Regions from separate parts of the Mus musculus genome. Here region 1 is linked to region 2. A link is a contact called in public promoter capture Hi-C data. All regions are on one chromosome and are shown on one strand. The core of a region is the stretch at or near the end of the contact, and the rest is flanking DNA. Distances in the headings are between cores, read along the strand shown. Region 1 holds the start of Krt73 (keratin 73). Region 2 has its middle 16 kb from the start of A330009N23Rik.

Region 1 (3,766 bases), core at 290-2,789, 560 kb before region 2:
TTTTTTAAACGGCTGAGTAACACTCCAATGTGTAAATGTACCAGTGACTTCTTACACTTCTTCCCAGTGATATTCCTTTGAGCCAAACTTGCACTGAGGCTCTCTATAAATAGGGTTTGGTGTAGATGAGGGTCACAAAGGCTGCATATTATGCTAGTTCCAATGGGGTGCTCTGTTTATGCCAGGCTCATCTTTATCATGCCATCTTCTCTAAGGAGGAGGAGGAGGAGAATTAATTAGCATAGATTAGCATGAATTATCACGAATTAGCATGGATTATCATGAATTAGCATGGCAGCATGGATTTGGACTGGGCACAGATGAGCAGGCAGAGAAGTAGAGTGGGCGACTATGTCTAGAACTCTAGGTTTTGCCGGCGTAGATGTATAGTAAGGAGTTGCATCTTTGTCCCTATAGGGGAGAGAGGGAGGGGAAGCAGTGTATGAGAGTGGTAGAGATGGTGATGGAGAATATTCCATGTAGGAGGAGTGAGCTTAACCATTTCTACCAGGGAGATAGGTAAGGAGTTCCAGATAGTCACTGTCAGTTCATTCTAAGTTATCACCGAGACAACCTTTCCCTGGCTCCTTTGCTACTGGTTGCTCGCAGCCACAGGCGAGGTCATGAAGACCGTGAGAAGGGTGAGCAGGCAGACCACTGCTTACATCAGATGGCTGTGGCCATGACAACAGGACATTCTGCTATCAGAATGAAGGCCAAGAGAAGATTCCCAAGAACGAATTATTTCCCAGGATCCCCGAGGAACAGCTTCTTAACATTCAATCTTCCTCAGAGATCTAGACCAATAGTTCTGCGATTCTGCTGGGGCTCTGTGAAGGCAGAGGATATATCCCACACCCCTGCTTCCTGTCGGGTTTCCTAAGTGGTATTTTATGGAGCTGGAAAGATGGACACTGGTGTCAACCATTGTAGGACTGAGGGTAGAAGTCTTTGTGTGCAGGTGAACGTAGATGGACACCTGGCTGGCACAGGGGATCCTGGGACCTATCTGAAGGCACACAGGAGGTTCACCACCAGAGGGTAGAGCCTGGATTTAGATTCCCGTCCTGTGTCCCTGGCGAATCAGTCCTGAGAAATGTTTTCAGCAGCCTTGGGAAACCAGGACTTGGGACTTCCTAACCACATGAAAGCAGCTTAGCCAGGATCTGTGAGGCAGATGATCTGATGCTGGCACAGGTGGGAGATTTCTCAGAGATGACACTATCAATTAGAAGTCTCCTTCAGAACTCCTACAATCCCAGCCCTCTGGAGAATGACAGCTGGGACCATGACAAGCTTCCTAGCCAAGATCATTCTGGGGGATAATACGGCCTAGCTAATTACCCCATGCTAATAAGATAAGACTCAATTACATGCAGAGGACTTGCAAGCCCAGCACTTTGGGGGTTTTCATGTTGCCCTATGCCTATGATTTCGATAGAAGAAAATGATTTCTTCCTTCCAGGCAAATTAAACCCAACAATTAGAGCAATTGTTCTCTTGAGCTCTATAAAGGGGAAGACCAAGATCACAAGCGGGGAACAGTCAGTCTCTTGGCGAAGGCTTGTGTCTTGTCTCATTCTGTCTGTGGCTTCTTCAGGATGAATCGCCAATTCACCTGCAAACCTGGAGTTGCCAACAGGGGCTTCAGCGGCTGCTCAGCTGTGCTCTCCGGAGGCAGCTCATCCTCTTACCGGGCAGCCGGCAAAGGGCTCAGTGGAGGCTTCAGCAGTCGGAGCCTCTACAGCCTGAGGAGTCCCAGGAGCATCTCCTTCAATGTGGCTAGCAGCAGCGGGCGCACAGGGGGATATGGGTTTGGCCGGAATCGGGCCAGTGGCTTTGCTGGCAGTATGTTTGGCAGTGGGGCTCTGGGGCCTTCAAATCCATCCTTGTGCCTGCCTGGAGGCATCCACCAGGTAACAGTCAATAAAAGCCTCCTGGCTCCTCTCAATGTGGAGCTGGACCCGGAGATCCAGAAGGTGCGCGCCCAGGAGCGGGAGCAGATCAAGGCTCTGAACAACAAATTCGCCTCCTTCATCGACAAGGTGGGACAGCTGATAGCTAAATATCTCCTTTCTTTCTCTACCTCCACTACCCTCAGGGACCCCTGTCTGGAGATAGGATGATGCTACCCTTTTCCAGGACATAGACACATCACAGAGCAGGGCAGAGAGGTAGCAGACAATCCCGGGACACCAGAACTGAGAGGCAGACCTAAAGGCATCTAAAGAGCTTAAAAGAGCTCTTTACATTTGGAAGGTGTCTAGGAGGCAGAGCACTGGCCTCTTGGTGGAGAAGTGAGGCAGAACCAGAGAAGGCAGAGGAGTCCAGCAGTAGCCTTGGGAGGTGCAAAATGTCAGGGCCCTGTGCAGTCTGTATTTCCACGAGCCCTCTAGGAATACTGATGCATACTGGAGTCTGAGCACCTAAGAGTCAGTGGTTGGTGAGCACTGAGCAATGGAAACTCCTGTCATGAAAACCACAGAGAGCTTAAGTTCCCAGTACAGTTGAGTACAGGGCTTCCAGGTAGGCTGAGAGGCCATGGATGCCGAGGCAGGGAGAAGGTCAAATACAGACTAGACCACCAGATCCTTAGGAGTGGGAAGCCGGCAGGCTAATTTACATCCAAGAACTTGCTACAGAGTAGCTTTCTACAGTTGGTTAATATTGACCCAGCAGTTTTAGCCTGGGCCAGGAAACAAACAGCTAACATTGTAACAGGTTGGTGAGAAACTCACATTCTCACCTTGGGCCCCTCCTGACCTCCAGGGCTGCCTTCTGGCTGCCAGACTAAGGACTCCCAGAGGTGTGTTTTTTTTTTTGGAGGTTGCATTTTTTTCCTTCTTAGAGTTCACCTGTGAAGGTCACAGGGCAGATCAAAACCCACCCTTTTTCTCTGGAAAGAAAGTGTCCCATCCCCTGACCCCGTTGGTTGTGTAGTGGTTCCAGGTGGCTATGGGTTTGGGTTCCAGGTGCGCTTCTTGGAGCAGCAGAACCAGGTGCTGCAGACCAAGTGGGAGCTGCTGCAGCAGCTGGACCTGAGCAACTGCAGGAGGAACCTGGAGCCTGTTTATGAGGCCCACATCAGCAGCCTGCAAAAGCAGCTGGATTCGCTATCTGGGGACAGGGTGAGGCTGGACTCGGAGCTGAGGGGCATGCGGGATGCAGTGGAGGACTGCAAGAAGAGGTGAGTCGGATGCTGTGGGTTAGCTGATTCATGGGGTGAGGCTTCCTTAAATAGGTCCTGGGACTTTTGCCTGTGGTCTCAGGAGGGTGGAACCTGAGTAAAATAAACCACTTGAGCTTACCTGGCAAGAGGAGAGCCTTCATGGGCATAACCAAGCAGGCTGAATGTAGATACTGAGCCTGCTGGGCAGTGCCACGAATGACCTTGAAGGTAGTTTTTTTTCCTTCATGTGTTGCTTCCTAAGCCCTCCTAAAGAGCCTCTGTGTGTGTTCAACACATAACTCCAGCTCCTTTGCTCATCCAGGGTGCCCTAAGTTCCAAGGAAACCCCACAGAGCAGGAGATGGGCTTCCCATTGGGGTGCTCTCAATTTCACTGAGTCCCACACACCTGAGCCACATTCTTTCCTGACATGGGTAGGGGTAGTTGTAGCTTCCTGGACCTCCTTCCCAGGTTGGAACAGCATTGTTGGTACTAGGTGTCTGTTGGCAGAGTCCTGCTCTTGTGATTTGGATTCTGAGGAGGAGAAAAACCGGACTCACTTTCCTTGCATCAGAAGAACCCTAGACCCTAACCCTCC
Region 2 (3,284 bases), core at 504-3,003:
GCGTGGTGGTTCCCCTTAGAGAACCTGGGTTACCTTTGGGGCCCCTGTCCTCTGGGCCTTGAGCTGTACTCGGAAAATCCAGGACCCATAAACTGCCGAGGAAGGTGCAGAGTACTGCGCGGGAGTGAGAGGGTGCGGGAGGTGGGAGAGGGCCCTGCAGGCTCCCCTGTTCCCCAGCCTTTATTCATTTATTTTCTGTGGCTTTGGGAATGGAACCTGGGCCTCTCACATTGTAGGCCAACACTCTACCACTAAGCGTTAGCCACAGTCTTTTTATTTTTCACTTTGAAACAGAGTTTATACAAGATCTGGAGACCAGTATAGAACTCACCCTGTAGCCCAGGCAAGTCTTGAATTTCCAATCCCCCTGCCTCAGCTCCACGAGTAACTGGGATTACAAGCGTGCATCCCCAGGCTTGACAGATATTAAGAGATACAGAAATGGGTGGTCATACTCATCAAAATCATGATTATCATGATGCCCAAACACAGAGCCGCGTTAAGACTTTTCCTGTAGACCAGGCAGGGCCACTTCCCAGGAAGGGCTGGGGAACCTGAGCTATGGCAGGCACTCAGGTCACTTCAGGAGCAGCTGGCCGTCAGCTGATCGTCCTAAGGACCATTCATCATGCCCCCAAGTCCATTCTGCTGAGCCATGGTTATTTCCGAGTGTGGACAGAGCGCAGGTTGTATAACAGGCTAGAAGCTAGGAGATGGTTTGAGGGAAGCTTGTGGCAGGGTTGGGGTTGTTCTCACCTTCTCCAGTCAGAGTAGCACCTCAGAGCGGAGGAGGAGGAGCCCCGAGGCTTGGAAGGGAAAAAGGGAATCCATCACTGAGGAGAGCGACACAGCCTGTCAGCCTGCTTCCTCCTTCTGGATCCAGAAGATAGGCCATCCTCCCTTCCCACGCATTAATCCCTCTCCCCCAAGCTCTGCCTTTGCTCGAATCTGCCCTGTTCCTGGGCGGGGGTGGGGGGTGGGGTGGGGGAACCCTGTGCCAGTTCCCACTGCTCTCCATTCTCCAGTGGGTAGTCTGGACTCAAATACACCTTCATGGTGTGTTTCCAGTGGCTTTACTATAAGGAAATGCAAGAATATCTTCTTTGAGGTGTGGTCGTGACTTCAGAGACCATGACAGGGGACAAATCGCTGTGGTTTGAATGCCAGCCCCGTTCGCATGAGCCGGTCTACAAACCAACTACTTCATGCCTCACCTTCTCCCCTGAGTCACGAGGATCTGAGCAGTTTGTATGCATGAGGCACTTAAACAGCTCCTGGCCCAAGGTCAGCCCTGTGTAAGTGTTGGCTATAATTAGACAATATTTTCGGATCACTTTCCTCGGCCTTGGCTCCTAATAAGCACTTGGTGAAAGGCACTTGTTATTTTTATCTTCCTTCTCCCTCGCTAACTTAATCCCTTCCACAAACCCACCTTCAGTTAGCCTCCCAGCAGTGAAAGTGTGTGTATGTTACATTTCTCTAACGTTTACACTTACAAAACACTTCTGTTCCGACCTCGCGGCAAACCCGGGAGCTAGCAGCGCACTCAAATGATCGCTGTCATGTTGCAGAGCCAGGAACAGGGTGTGATCTGTCTAGTGGCATCAGCTGCTAAGGGGTGTGTCCAAGCCACCAAGCAGGGTATTCTGACCTCAGGCACCGGGTGCTTGCTTCTGGATGATATGGCCCGGGGCATGCCAGCTCCAGGCTGCCAGGACAGATTCGCTAGGGGAGGGAGGAGAGCCCCTACTGGTTCCAGAACTGAGAGCACTCCCAGAGTGGGAAGAGCCTATGTTCTTTATAATTATCCCCCATAGCACCTAGAAGCTTACCAGGAGCTGTGTGGCAGTGCCCTCCACTGGCCATAAGTGGTACTGTCGGCTTTTAGAGGACGGAAAGGTAGCTCTATCTACACATAGTTATAGAAAATACCCAAGGCCTAGGAGTGCCAAGTCCTCTGTTAGGAATCACAGAGGTCAAACGAAACTCTCAAAAAGCCTTGGGCATGGGGCAACTAATTGAGAAAGAGACCCAACATTGACCTCTGGTTTCCACATATTCACACACACACACACACACACACACATACACACACACACACACACACACACACACACACACACACAGGTATATCCACAGGCATGTACACACATGAACTTAGACATATACAATGCACTGGGCATGGTGACACATATCTGTAATCCTGGTGCTCAAGAGATATGAGGATCTGTGTAAGTTCAAGTCTAGCCTGCTCTACCTATCGATTTCCAGGCCGGCCAGAGTTACATAATGAGACCTTTTCAGAACAGAACAGAACAAAATAAAAACAAAAGCAAAACAAATTGAAGTCACCTTGTGCTATCTATTGAATTCCAGGTGAGTCTGGGATACATAACAAGAACCAGTCTTTTAAAAGCGCTAGTCTTTTGTGAAAACACATCATTCTACTTAAAGAATCTAGAATATATATACACACACACATATACATACACACACACACACACACACACACACACACACATATATATACACATATATGTATATGTATACACACACACACACATGCGCGTGCAGGGAAATGCCAGGTGCCCAGAAAAAACAATGAGGCCATGCAGGGCTGGGAAGAGAGCCCAGTCAAAGAGGCAACAGCCTCCGCCCCTTTCTTTCCTTGATGGCACAGGAGGCGAAGCACCACGTGGCTCCAAGGGTCAGGTGGCTGGAGACCCATCCTGCTCAGGACAATGGGCTGGAATGGCACACATGTGGCGCCGTACAGAGCTTCACCTCAGCCTATGCAGTGCCTGCCTGCACCAGGTTCACAGGGGCAGACATAAAGGTTTCACAGAACAAGGACTCGAACCTGACTTTGCCTGGCTCCAGAGTCTAGGCTCTTAACCAAACGTCATCTCTTGAAGAATAAAAGAAAAAGGCAGGACACAAATGTATTACGAACGAGCCCCACTTACCTTACTTATATGCTTAGAAAACAGGCTGTAGGGACTGGTGGGATGACCACCCGTGGGGAAGGGCCCTTGCCACCCCACAAGGGGGTAGGAGAGAACTGTCTCCCACAGGCTGTCCTGTGGCCTAGACACACATACTAACCAAATAAATAAAACATAATAAAATTTTTAAAAGAAAAAAAGATTGAAGTCTATATAGTCTTTGGTAGTGTGCTAAGACCCGCTCTCAAAACAAAACTAACAAACAAGAAAGGGCTGAAGCCCGGAAGCCCCCTAGGAGCCCAGGTGACAAGGTGATCAGGCGACAGTGCCCGAGTTTGG

The links. Promoter capture Hi-C pulls out the DNA fragments that hold promoters and counts their contacts.
Region 1: a contact with region 2 is called in a promoter capture Hi-C map of hippocampal neurons, with 2.4 times the contacts expected there. The contact joins the promoter of Krt73 here to the enhancer-like site in region 2. A contact is called at or near these places in 6 of 39 promoter capture datasets (the 3T3-L1 cell line, 3T3-L1-derived adipocytes, hippocampal neurons and 2 more).

What each region holds. Positions count from the first base shown.
Region 1 is chr15:101,800,133-101,803,898 of GRCm38.p6, reverse strand. It overlaps Krt73 (keratin 73), which reads left to right and starts at 1,539. Exons shown (of 9, transcript NM_212485.3): 1 at 1,539-2,045; 2 at 2,973-3,187. The coding sequence starts at 1,602.
Region 2 is chr15:101,239,435-101,242,718 of GRCm38.p6, reverse strand. No RefSeq gene overlaps it. Among named protein-coding and RNA genes, the nearest start is that of A330009N23Rik, 16 kb to the right of the region's middle. Within about 2 kb of position 1,753, at least 195 of the 459 cell types and tissues checked have an H3K27ac peak or open chromatin away from gene starts, as enhancers often do. A contact at or near this core is called in 3T3-L1-derived adipocytes and hippocampal neurons, where this site is marked.